Linked DNA regions of Hordeum vulgare: regions 1 and 3 are each linked to region 2. A link is a contact called in public Hi-C data. All regions are on one chromosome and are shown on one strand. The core of a region is the stretch at or near the end of the contact, and the rest is flanking DNA. Distances in the headings are between cores, read along the strand shown. Region 1 holds the start of LOC123430285. Region 2 holds the start of LOC123426733 (probable receptor-like protein kinase At1g49730). Region 3 holds the start of LOC123426732 (PI-PLC X domain-containing protein At5g67130-like).

Evidence for each region. Hi-C and Micro-C count contacts between places; a contact is called where the count stands out from the background.
Region 1: a contact with region 2 is called in a Hi-C map of leaf, with 4 times the contacts expected there. The contact joins the promoter of LOC123430285 here to the promoter of LOC123426733 in region 2. A contact is called at or near these places in 3 of 6 Hi-C or Micro-C datasets (leaf and seedling) and 1 of 1 datasets of contacts at active chromatin or transcription factors (embryo).
Region 3: a contact with region 2 is called in a Hi-C map of leaf, with 3 times the contacts expected there. The contact joins the promoter of LOC123426732 here to the promoter of LOC123426733 in region 2. A contact is called at or near these places in 2 of 6 Hi-C or Micro-C datasets (leaf and seedling) and 1 of 1 datasets of contacts at active chromatin or transcription factors (embryo).

Annotation. Positions count from the first base shown.
Region 1 is chr2H:477,094,910-477,099,355 of MorexV3_pseudomolecules_assembly, forward strand. It overlaps LOC123430285, which reads left to right and starts at 2,953. Exons shown (of 3, transcript XM_045114157.1): 1 at 2,953-3,665; 2 at 3,758-3,943. The coding sequence starts at 3,144.
Region 2 is chr2H:476,880,738-476,885,559 of MorexV3_pseudomolecules_assembly, forward strand. LOC123426733 (probable receptor-like protein kinase At1g49730) reads left to right here and starts at 3,399. Exons shown (of 9, transcript XM_045110609.1): 1 at 3,399-3,799. The coding sequence starts at 3,712.
Region 3 is chr2H:476,751,535-476,755,816 of MorexV3_pseudomolecules_assembly, forward strand. LOC123426732 (PI-PLC X domain-containing protein At5g67130-like) reads right to left here and starts at 2,947. Exons shown (of 7, transcript XM_045110606.1): 1 at 2,631-2,947; 2 at 2,271-2,531; 3 at 1,681-1,779; 4 at 1,274-1,577; 5 at 946-1,169; 6 at 753-839; 7 at 223-642. The coding sequence starts at 2,720. The coding sequence ends at 487.

The sequences.
Region 1 (4,446 bases), core at 1,703-4,202, 210 kb after region 2:
CAAATATCAAACAAACCTCGCACCAAAACCAAACGTCTACAGTTGGAGGCCCCAATCGAGCCTCATATCGGGTCTGGGACACACACCAAGTTTGATGGACTCTTAGAGGTCGTCGTCGTCGTCTTATCGGTTTGATCATATACTGTTGCATAGCCTGACCTTAGTACTATTGTTGATACTCTTACACGTTATCCTAAATGCCTAGTATAGATTTGTTAGTACTCCATCAGTGGCCCTACACTCTTGTCCGCCTGCTATGCTATACTATCGACCCGTGATCCCCTAAGGGAGATGATCACGAGTATATATATACATACTATAAATGATACTTGATGTGACTAAAGTCGGGTCGGCTCATAGAGTACCGATGAGTGATTCACAGACTAGGGGCTGAAAGGACATTTCCCTGACGCCCTCCTGTGTGGATCTTTTGTGGCGTAGCGACAGGGCATGTTAAGACCGCCTAGGAGAGAGGTGGGCCTGGTCCCTGGTCGTTGTCCGCAATTATTTCATAATAACACGCTTAACAAGTTTGGATATTTGATCTGAGTTGGTCGATTGACCTATACGCACTAACTTCACGCGGGAACAGTTATGGGTACTCGTCGTCGTTGTATCAGCCGAAGCTCTTCGTACGTCAGAATTGGAGTGGCGCGCGCCCGAGTGGTCTGCGTAAGCACCTGCCTTGTAAAGGAGGTCGTCAGGACTGATCTCGGTCGCCCACGCAACATGCAGGAGTACAAAGGGCGATGGGCCCAAGACCCATGCATGCATAGGATTTAGTCCGACAGGCTGGCCTCTCTGTTGAGTCTAGGTGAGGCTACAACGTGTTGATGTCCCGAGGTCGGACATGACCCAGGAAAGTGTATCCTGCCAGAGGGTATCAAGCATGTTGGGAAAATGTGATGCACCCCTGCAGGGATGAATTAACTATTCGAATAGATGTGTCCACGATAACATGATTTGGAGTTGTATTCCGATCTCTTAAAACTAGAACTGGATACTTAATAAAATACATCCAGACAAGTGACAAATACAACTCGGCGATCGCTCTCTCTCTTAGGGAGACGAGGAGAGGATCTCTGAGTTAGGATTATTGCTATACGTTGATACTTGTTACTATGAAATCTGTTCTCTTCTCATGCTGCAAGATGATGGCTACGAGAAGAGTAGTCTTCGACAAGACTAGCTTCCCCCCTTTATTCTGGCATGCTACAGTTTAGTCCACATATACTATCCCTTTTATTTGATACTAATGCATATGTAGTTTAGACCCGATGTAAGTCTCATGAGTATTTTGGATGAGTACTCACAGTCGCTTTGCTTCCTTTTCCCCTATGTTCTTCTACCCGATTGTTGCGATTAGATGGAGGATCCCACGAGCCTTATGCTATTGTCGACGACAGCTACTATCCCGATGGAGCCTACTACTACGTGGGGGTCGCTAACGACCAGGAGTATTTAGGAGGCACCCAGGCAGGAGGCCTTGCCTTTTCGATTAGTGTATCTTTTGTTCTAGCCTTCTTAAGACAAAACTTGTTTACTTAATGTCTATACTCAGGAGTTGTTGCTTCCGCTAACTAATGTACTCAAGCCCTCGTGGCTTGGCTTGTCATATATACCTTTATGTTTGATTTTTGTGTATAGAGTTGTGTTGTGATATTGATTAGGAGTCCTTGAGCTTGATCGTACACGTTTGCGTATATGATTACTGTACGATCAAATCGAGGGCGTCAAATGGAATGACTTGCAACACCTCTCCCTTGCACATAAAGATCCATAAGCACATCCTTGTTATCGGCATTCTGAAACTTTATGAGGGCAAAAGTCCATAGCTTCCTCTAAGCCCTTGTCATCATAACCGAGAATACAAACAAAACCCCTCCAAAGAGCAGAGAAGTGTTTGTCCTTAGTCATTCAAATGAGTGCCCGAGCTTCATCATTGCAAAGTGGACAGTGGCAAAGAGCTGAGCCACCAAAGTACCATCAAAGTCACTATTGAACTCCATAAGTGGAATCAAACCAAACTCATCACATTGCTAGAGCTTCGCAAAAATACTTAGCCTTCTCCCTCATGTGGCCAATGTTGATTGCATGCTACTTCACAATTTTTTTTTCTTTTGTGAAATGAATAGTTCATTAAAGATCCTCTCACGAGTTTGAGTCAAGAAGTGTATTGGTCCAAATACGATCACGCACAACCGTTGTGGGGTCCCCGTGCCACCAGATCCTCGTCGCATCGTCAATCATCACATCTGGGGCTACCATCGCCCATTCCACCCGCCCGAGCAAACGACCGCAAAAAGTGACGTGGTGTCCAGTCTTGCGCTAAGATCCGTGCTACCGTAGATAAAGCGTTCACTCGGAAATTGTAAAGAATCGACATCAACTTCATAGCTTTTTCATAATTTTAAGTACATGTTATGATGCCAGATTAATTAGCTCACAACATCCACGATATCTTCTCTCTTTATTTTATGATTCGAGTAAACAATTTGAACAAGAAAAATGAGAGATACCATACCTGTTACATGGATAGCGATTGGATTTGTAAAGACACTTTTCTTGTTCTTCTTGATTTGATAGTGCGTTAACTAATGACGGCTGCGAAACCCTTTGTGGTCATCGGTGCAACCACCCCACCCCCATGTCGTTACCACCAGTCAATCTCAGTTAGAAGGGAAAACTTAGCGCGTAAGCAAATCGATCGGGTCCTGAATTGACGGTCCAGATTAAGCAAAGCAAGTGGCCTAAACGGCTAAACCCACCCGTTCGGGATCACGCTCTACATACGGTTGACGAATGCGTAGGAGCGCCCATCGTTATCGTTATAGCAGCAGCGGATCCGCGTCCTCCGGGTCCGGGTGCCGCCGCCCCGCCCCGCCCCGCCCCCGGAAGTCATCCCGGGACGCGGACGCACATCTCCCAACACGTCCGCCCCGACCCACCCGACCCTCCGCGCACGCCACAAACCCACGCCAGACAGAGGTGGGCGAGCACTACTGCACACACGACACATCCACGCTCGCTACAAGAGCCAACCCCGCACGTGGCCGCGCCCAAGGAGACGACGACCAACACTCACCAAGGGGAGAAGAGAGGAGAGAGGGCGCACGCACGACGAGACGCCGGACGCTCTCGCAATGCATCACGCCAAGACCGACTCGGAGGTGACGTCGAGCCTGGCGCCGTCGTCGCCGCCGCGGGCGCCCTACTACGTGCAGTCGCCCAGCCACGACGACGGCGAGAACCACTCCAAGACGGCCGCCTCCTCCTTCCACTCCTCCCCGGCCGCGTCCCCGCCGCGCTCGCTCGGGAACCACTCCAGGGAGTCCTCCTCCTCGCGCTTCTCCGGCAAGGTCCCCTCCGCCGGCTCCTCCCGCCGCGGCGTCGCCGGCGGAGGCGGGAAGCGCGGCGGGGGTGGCGGCGGCGGCGGCGAGGCGGCGCGCCGCAGCCCCTGGATGAAGGAGGCGGCCATCGAGGAGGAAGGGCTCCTCATGGAGGACGACGACGACGCCGACGGCCGCGCCGGCGGCTTCTCCGCTCTCCCCAAGAAGGTGCGCTACGGGCTCGGCTTCGTCGGCGCCTTCCTCGTGCTCTTCGCTTTCTTCGCCCTCGTCCTCTGGGGCGCCAGCCGCAACCAGAAGCCTGTCGTCTCCGTCAACGTACGTACTCTCACTCAGTTCCTCCGTGTCGCCGGATTCGTGATTCATCTTGTCTTGCAACAACTGATGGTTCCTCTGCGTTGATTGCGCAGAGCGTGACGTTCCACAACTTCGTGATCCAGGCGGGGACGGACGCGTCGCTGGTGCCCACGGAGATGTCCACGATCAACGCCACCGTCAGGCTCACGTTCCGCAACACGGGGAGCTTCTTCGGCGTGCACGTCACGGCGCAGCCCGTCACGCTCTACTACTCCCAGCTCCTCATGGCCTCCGGCGATGTAAGCATTCATTCATTCACGCGCGCATCCTCGTACTACCGATTCTCTGTTTCTTTGATCGATCTCGTCTGATGGACGGATCCAATGGTAGTAATCCTCAGCTTGGAGAACAACCGAGGCGATTAATTTCTTGTCAAGATAAAAAATTTAAGCGGTACATTTACGTCAAAGAGTCGTATTGTGAATGCACATTTTCACATTGGAAACGCAAGAAGTCAGTCTTGTGGTTTCTAGATTGCGAACTTTGGACCACAGCTGCACATTGACCAAAACAAACGGGTGTTTTTTAGCCATGACAACGTCCTGCTGATAGCTACAAAAGCAGAGGCCACTCAACACTGTTGAAAAACTCGAACAGGACATCGTCATCCCGAGTTGCTGTCATCCAGTTCATATATACAGTATTTACAGAAATCAACTTCGTATTCTTCCTTTCTCTTTTTCTTTTTGGTAATTGGGTTGAGATCCCATTCCTGTTGTGAACTCATGCTACAAAACCGTCT
Region 2 (4,822 bases), core at 2,149-4,648:
CGAATTCATTTCGTTGTGTCTCTTATAAATATTGAGCAATTGTTCCCATAATAGTCAAGCTTTTCAACTTCTGCATATCGACTGCCTTGTTCGTGGGATTTTATACCGTATCTCCTTTGTTCCCTGATCTCTGCTTCTGTCTTTATGTCCTTGTTCGTGCGCTTTTTGATGCTCGGGCGTCGTAGCCCATATCAGTTAGCATTGCTATAGCTTCATCTCGTACTTGCAGATAGAGAGCCAGATAATGTCCTTGTTTAGGCGAACCCAGTATAAGCCAGATAATGACGGGTTTACTTTGAACATTTGTGCCATTAAAAGTGGGATTCTGACCATCCACATCGGCAATAGGGTCAGTAGTCGGACGCTCCACCACCACAGTTGTAGGAACTGCTACTGTTTGAGGAACAGGCTCATCATTCTGAGTTTTTCCGTTTTCAAGATTCCTTTGTGTTATCAACCTAAAAATATCATTGAGAACAAAATAGCCACCACCATCTTGTGGTGCCAGGAAGAACGACTGTGTAAATTGTTGGCAGAAGTCATCAACCATGGTTAATGATCCAGTGACAACAATGAGAACACCACCACTGTGAGATAACAGTGCATATGGATTGTCTATACCTAATTTGACTTCCCTTTTAGGATGTTCTGCCCCTCCTTATATAGGTTGAAGTGATATGCTTACATAGAGTCCTACCACGACTTGGACTAGCTCCTCTAGAAGGAATTCCTCCTTTTCTTGGACCTTCTTTATGAGTCGCCTTCCAGGCCTGTCCATGAACCGCCTTACGCCGGCTTGCACACTCGGCCTTGGGCCTTGTCGTCCAGGTCGATCCGGCGAGCGGGGTGTCCCACGAGCCGTTAGCTGATGTGCCAAGTCATACCTCCTGGCCGGGTCAAACCGTGGAGTATATCCTTGACAGCCGGGTGATGACTTTTTAAAATATAAGGCTATCTGTTCTTTTTTATGAAGGGATATGGGCTAATCTCTGGCGTCCTTGTAATTATGGGTTGTATCGAAGCAAAAGTGCTAAAAAGGATGTCGATATGTTCCATTTGTGTGGCATGAGGACCCCCGAACTGAACACCCCCATCACCACATATCGCGCCACATCACGGCATGCATGCGCAAATGACGAACTGATTTTGTTAGCGGAAATATTTTAGGCTTTTAGTTATAAAATGTTTTATATCTTACACAAAAAATCCGATTGAAAAAGTTTTCACAACAAATCCGTCATAACGGGATATTCAAAACTAAATCTCATATCGATATGTTTCAGCTATTTTTTTGCTTGTTCAAAGTTGTCATGACTATTGCACATAATTTTTATTTTGTTTATACTGAAGTTGTCATGATATGTTTCAACTACCTTTACTTCTATGTTTAAAATAAATTTTGACTTATTAAAAAAGATAGAATTAAGAAATTAGAACTTGCCATGGTGAATTACTAAAACCTGCCAAGGATATAATTTTGTAGATGGTCCATAATTAAAAATAAACCCATCATTAACTACATATTTAAAATGCATGATCAATGACTCAAAATTTACATGAACCATAAACTATCATGGTCAATTAATATAATTTTCCATGGTGAATTGGTAAAGAATTTCCATGATCCATGAAGTAAATTTGCAATGGTTCACAAATAAAATTCCAAAACTTGGCCTGGCAACACATGTTTATTCGACATGGCTAAAAAAGAAGAGATTTTCATGGGTAGCTTTAAATATTGAAAACATATCATGGGAACTTTAGTGTAAACACTATGACAACTTTAGTGTATGCATGCATGCGATAATGTGGTAAGGGTATCTCCAAAGGCGACTCACAAACCGCCTGCATACAGCCGAACCATGGAAGCCATCTAACGCGACCCTGTATAGGTGTGCACGACGATTCAGACGTACTTCTTCCCGCAAATTGAAGGCAACGAGTGAGGCTTTATGGGAGTCTGGACATGCGATAGTGGATTTCGACACCCCCGATCCACCCAATCACCCCTCCCCGTCCCATTTTCCTTCAACTCCGTCGCTTCTCCTCCTTGCTTTGCATCCGCAGCCTTCACCTCCGATGCCGCTGTTGTACGTCTCCAGCTGCCACAGAGGCATTGCCGGACGTCCGCAATTGCACCAGCACAGAGGCGCCTCCTCGCCTCTGTGACCGCTGCCCATCCTGGAGTCGTTTGTACCTAGGTATACTCTGCCGCCCTCTATTGCGGATACCACGCCCCACACGTGTTTGATGAAATGCCATTGAGCTTATTTTCGAACACCATGTTGTTTTTAGAGTGCGAAGGATGGTGAGCTACTCGAGCTTGAAGGATGAGTTGTTGTGTGATGTGTGGTTGGACGTATCCATGGAATTCAAAGGCACGAGCACAAGGGAGACCTTATAACAGCAGGTGCATGAATTGTTTCACTTCTGAAAAGCACATTACGCCCTACGATATGTACATATTTCAAGCACGCAGTGTGAGGTCATGTCGCATCGCTGGTACGCTGTCCACAACAGCGTTGCAAGTCTTTTAACGTGATTCATGAGTTGGAGGCAAATTGGCCGTTGCATGCGGCACAGGATGAGCTCGCGAGTTTTGCTTCCTCTTGCTTAACTTGTTAACTTGTTAAACGATTCATTCATTCAATGTTGGTTCATACATTATGTAGCATGCACATGCTGCTGTGGTGTATCACAGGACAGAGGGACGGATATTTACATATTTGCTGAGGTGGGGGGGGGGTGTTATGTGTGGGAGGGGATGATCGGTTGATGAAAAACGTATTGAACGCCCGATTAATCTAGTCGAATCTGTGACATTGATGTACTAAACTGATTTTGCATTCTATGTAGAATAGTTTGTGCTATTTTCTATCTAAACTTTGATAATCGACCTATTTGCACGAATTCGACTGGTTAGTTTGAATGATGTTAGAAATTTATGTGACTACGGTTGTTTGGTGGACTTTTACATCCATGTTTGTGAACGGATACGAAAACAAATTTACAAGTTACGATTGAAGATGCCCTAAGATGCGTGATGATGGGGTGTCTCGATCAACTTGCTTTGTGTGAGTCGTGTAACACTTATCATTCTGAGATTTTTTGGTTCACGCCATCGATTTGTGCATGGATGGTTTCAATGGCCACCGTCGAGGGCCCTCACCTCACCTCAAGTTGGAGGGTGATCGACCGCAAGCATCTGGGGCTCACCAGGTCATCGGCCACAAAAGGACACGAACGATGCACACCCGCACAGTACAGGTCCTTGGATACGGCGTCGGGGTTTGCTTGGTCGCCTGGGCCGGTGAGGGTCAGAGTACCGCGCCATGTGCACCCCACCCGTGGTCCGCGGAGGCGCAGCGGACTCCCCAAATCCTCCGCGTCGCTCGCATTCGCAGTTGCCCGTGACCGGGAGGGAGCCCATCCCGAAGCCCCCCGCCCACTCTCCCAGGCGCGGGTAGTAGAAAAAAGGCGCCGCGCTGCGACCCGCAAAGCAAAGAAGAAAAGCGGCGGCCGCAGTCGCAGGCTCGCAGCAACACAAGCTCAGAGCATATTGGGTTGGCGTCGGGGCAGCGTCAGCCTGGCATCCCATTCCTTCCTTCCTCGCCCTCCCCTCCCCTCCCCGGACAAACCCCACACCTTTCCGCTCCTGTTCATCCCTCGCCGCGGCCGATACGAGGCCTGTGCCGCGCCGCCGGCCCCCGGATGCGGCGTCCAGGGCCGCTCCTCTGCGCGGCGCTGGCCGCCGCCGTCGCGCTCCTGGCCCCGCTTCCGCCCGCGGCGATCGCGGCAGGTAAACCCTTCTCGCCGCCCCATGTAATATCTTCACCTGTTCCCGTCTCTAGCAACTGGTCGAAGCCCACTCCGCTCCAGTGGCGGAGCAGCATTAGCTGCATTTGGTATCTGGGGCGGGTTCGAGGGGATCGGTCGGCGATGGTGACGGCGACGGCGACGGCTGCGGGCACGCTTCGCTCAATCATTGTTTTCGATTTCTCCCCTTCCGACGCCCATCCGATGAGTAGTCCCTAACGCCTTTCAGTTTTCTCTAATGATTCAGCCCAGAATATCATTAGTACAGTACCTGCAGGAGTAGGGCATTTTTAGGAGAGGCGAACGCGAACAGAAGGCATTTTTAGGTGCGAGATGGAGTCACTTAGCCCGGGAACAATCCCTAAGCACGACTGGTACGGGGCGCATTTTTCGCCTGCCTTCTTCAGTTCTTCTGTAGACGCAGTGTAGTTGGCAAGGGGAGCAGGGAGGGACCGCCTCTGCTCACTCCCCATCGCGTTGGAGTCCTTCCTCAGGCCATTCAATTCGCTTACCTAATGGGATCGCTGTACACGTACGACTGGGCCGATGGACTTTCATGGCTCTTGGATTTCAATAGCCGTTGGACTTGGCTGTCCGTGAGGATTTCCGTCCTGCCATTTGGCGTTACTGAACCGCTGATAATGTCACGAGATATTTTTGATTTGCCTGATGTTCCTCACGTGCACATGGGTTGTTTTTTCGCTTATATGTGCTAGCCTAGACCCTAGAGTGTACCATCAAATACTCTATATTCGTTTTCGTAGCGGTTCTGATCTAATGAGAGAAATATGGATATGAAATTTATGACAGGCAATCCATTAGGCACGTACCCAGCTAGTGCTGGACTGCTGGTCATGTGGCCTGTTCCCAATGGTGTTAACTTCACTTCTGCTAGATACGAGCACAGTGAGCATAAGTGTTGGCTTGCTGTACTACATCAATTACACATTTTGCTCTTTCTGTGTGAGTGTGACATCTGTTTTGCGAAATTTAGCAAAGATACAGA
Region 3 (4,282 bases), core at 1,697-4,196, 130 kb before region 2:
AACGTGTGAAAGTAAAACGAGAGAGAAGGGAACAAATGATGGGACAATTACTTTGATTGATGAATTTGAGGATATATATACCCTGTTACAAAGACGATTACAAAGAGGCAGTTGCTACAAGTAGCAATCACAAAGAGGCAGTTGCTACAAGTAGCAATCGACATAGCAGGGATTAATCCTTAATTTATTCCTAACAAGTATAAGGCATTTTTTGTAGGCTAATTTAGTGTAAAAAAAACGTCTTATATTCGATACGAAGGGTTCATTACATCATTTGCAAGCTATGCGTTACAATGGCCGAATTTACAAGCAAACGCACACCCAATGCATGCAGTCGTTTGGTGCCGTGGCCTTGCAGAATTTTTAACAGCAAAGTCTACTTGGAGCGTGCGACGAGGACCCGACACATGAAATCTCTAGTTTGCATCTAGTATGATTTACAGTCTGCCAACTAATCTGAAGTTCTGATGTTGCTCAGAGTCCAATTTAAAAGCATAATAGTAGAGCAACGAAGGTGGCTGGCAGCATCAGCTGCTGCCACTGCAACATGGCCGGCGGCTGCCACGACGCGGCGTCTGAGGTCTTGTTGAAGATGCCTTTCGGCGTGCTCCCGCGCCGGCGCGGCGAGCATGTACCATTACCCTGAGCAAAACACACAAATCTCGTGTCATTTTCTCTCTATATAAGAACAGAACACTTTGTCGAAACATGCAGTAAACATGGCAGGCAAGCAGCGGGGCATGTATATTTACAGTGCAGGCAGATATGCTTCCGCATCCACAAACCAGTCCGCCGTTGGCCTTGTCCGTGGCTTCCGCGGCGCCGCCTCGGTCGCTCCTCTGGGTAGGCAGGGTACAACCATGAATCATCAGAAGAAATGAATCTAATCAATCGTGCTCATGTTCATCGTAGGGTAACTAATAACTGATAATAAGGATGTGACACCTTGTAGAAGTCGACGGCGATGAAGTTGGCCCATCTGCCCCCGGACGCGGCGTGGCAGGCGTCGAGCATGCCCAGCAGCTGCGCCGAGTTGTCCTTGCACGCCTCCGGGAAGTTGGGGAGGTCCCGGAAGTAGTTCACCAGCACCAGCGACCTCGACAGGTCGTTCATGGCGGCCGACTCGGCGCGGTTCGGGCACGACCCCTTCACCATCCCTTTGCTCCCATCTGCGGCGCATGGATATTGGATAGATACAAACATCGTCAGGTTCTCCTTCCTAGGTAATCAGTCACGTGTGCAGTCGGATCGATGGTGATGGACGTGCACGTACACTGGTTCTCGACGACGTAGCCCCACTCGTGTGCGAAGCCCTCGGCGGCCTCCTTGGCGGACCTGGAGGTGAAGACGAGGAGGCGGTGGTTGTCGCGGACCATGTCGCTGAGCAGCGGCCAGTCGCCGCCGTTCTTGGGCATGCGCCACACCGGGAACAGGTACGGCGTCAGGCCGGAGGCGTTGAACACCCGGGTGAGCCCCATAGGCGCCTCCACGTAGTCCTCGATGAAGATCGTGATCACCTGCGAGGGGTTCCTCCTAAGGAACACCTCGATCTCCCGGAGCACGTTCACCGCCGGCGTCTGTCCACCGTAACATTGTTACTTTGTCTGTGTCACTGTGTGTGTGTGTGTGTGTTGTGGTCGAGATTGGTCCTAGTAGAGGAGTAGCTTGGTTGGTGCTTACGAATGCGGTGAAGTTTCGGCAGGCGCCTCCGTAGGAGTGGCAGAGCCATATGTCGTTCCGGAAGTCGTACATGTCCAGCATCAGGCCCCTCACGCCGTTCTGCGACGCAAGAAATCCAATTACTTGGACCTAACCCTTGAGCTTGAGAATGGCACCAATTTTACCTTGGGAAATAATTTGAACTGAAGTAATTTCGTCCTGGTCCCGGCCACGGACCACATCGTGTTTATTTCGAATGGACGTGCTACCCGAATTGGAGCACACACCACACGTCTCATCCACACAAGGATACACAATGCAATGTGTGTGGTATGGGCAATGCTTGCAGTTAGTATTGCCGTGCCAACGCTTCAAGCAAAGCGTGTGGGCGTGCACGCAAGCCAGCGACAGAAAAAGACCGGCGCCTGGAGGTGCGCTGCTGCTTGGACACATGGACGAGCCCTCTTTGCCACGTGCTGCGCCCGGGGACACCTCACCCCGCCGCACACTGACAGGTTCTAACACGGACTCCGGTAGATTCGCCGGCCCCACAGGTCAGCAGCTAAACGGAAGAGAGAGCAGAGCGGGAGCGGGGTGGACAGTGGACTCACGCTGAGCTGCTCGGCGATGGTGTCCTGTTGGTTGAACGCCGTGACGATGGTCGTCCCGGTCTGGGACTGGGTGCCGAGCCGCGCGAAGGAGTTGTGCGTCGTCAGCCACGCGTAGCGGTTGAACGGCAGCCCCCGCTCCTTGTTCTGCGGGTCGACGGGGGTCACGCGGGTGCAGCGCGGCCGCACGTTGCCGTCCACCACGCACGTCTCGCAGTGCAGCCCGGCGTCGCAGTTCCGCGACAGCGCGCACGTCTCGCCCACCTGCGGCAGCCGGAGATCATGCCCACGAGAGCGCAGCACAATCACAACCCTCAACGACCAGCCAGCGTAATGTCAGTCCTCAACAACCAGTCAGCGTACCTTCCGAGCGGAGACGACGGCGGGGCGCGAGCACAGCAAGGCGGCGGCGGCGGCGAAAGCCACGGCGAGAAGCACAGTTTCCTTGGCCATCTCAATTCTTCTTGCCGCGCGCGGCCACCCGCCTCCGCCGAGCTCTGCCCCGCGCCGCGCGGCTGGTGCCACGTTCCTCCCGGAGACGGCGGACAGCGGAAGCTTTGTGGTGGAGCAAGCCTGCAAATCCCTGTGTTGTGTGGCTTGTAAGGCCGGACATTCCAGGTTTCGTCGCTTGCTTATGTGTGTGGTTTACGCTCTGTTTTTCCGCGTCGCTGATCTTGGTCCCTCGCTGCGGCGTTTGTCATTGCGCTTGGCCCCCTGTGTCAGTCAGGGGGACGGAGCGGCGCGGTTCAGCTACGTTGGCCAGGCAATGTCGAACAGTCGGAGTATGTTTACCATACCTCGCCATGGAAACCCAGCCCGCACGGCCCAGCCTGAAAAGGCCCGACCCGACGTTGCCCACGGCCATGCTCGGGCCTAGATGCTCGGGCCTAGATTGTTACCGCCCCGCATGGTCTTAGCCGTTGGTATTCTTCATGGAGTAAATTGTTACCGCTCATCATACCAAAATCAACTGATCGAACGGTTATAATTTCCGAGCTTTGCTCCGGTGGTCACACGTCAAAATGAAGTCGAGAGGAGTTTCTTGAAGTCATCCACACACTGCATCTGCTACACACCTTTCACCCCACATGTTGGTGATGAAAAAAGAAATCCATCTAATATCTTTTGTAGCTGCTTTTGGAGTTGATGTAGGGTAAAAGAGATCTCATTTACAGTTTAACTCAAAGACACCAAATGACTTTTATTAGTGTTACTAATCTATGTTATTACCTCCATAACGGGGAGTAACATATGCGTGGTGCCACGCATCATTTCATTTATTAGATTATAGACTGCTCATATTGGCCTGGTATTATAGTGTGAGTAACATATTATGTCACCACATGTCTTTCTTTTCCGCATGAATTACTTGTCACACCATCTATTTTGTCTATATATGTGTGATGTTACCATCTATGTTACTCCCATTATGGTTAGTCTAACTTTAAGAGTAACATAAAGTCTAATTCAACAAATTTGTGTGCGACAATGAGCTTATTAGAAGATAGGTAAATTGAGTAACAAACTAGTTATCATAACATCACATATCCCAAACGAGTCTATAACCTAATAAATAAAGTTATGCATAACACCACAGTTATGTTACTACCCACTATAAAGATAGTAACATAGCCTAGTGTCAGGTGTATGTTACTCTTCATTATGGGTAGTCTTAGACCACTGCAAGGTGACGTGAAAATCCGTGTTGATGGGCGGTTGGAAGACATGGTGATAGAGGTGCTGCGAGCTGCTATCTGTCGGGATGATACTTCCTTTTAGCGATACCGAAATGGAACAAAAAGTACCCACACATGTTTCCTCAGAGGTGATCTTGAGTTATAGAGGGCACGAGAGGAAGGTTCCCTTGAAGCCAGGGTCTCTAGCAAGCTTTTGTTAAAGAAACAATTTCAACTTTTCACCGGATCTAAATTGGTTACCTTGAGTTGAACACTTATAATAATAAGAGGTACGAGTATAAGATCTTAATGCTTACAACCACATATTTGTGTTGGGAG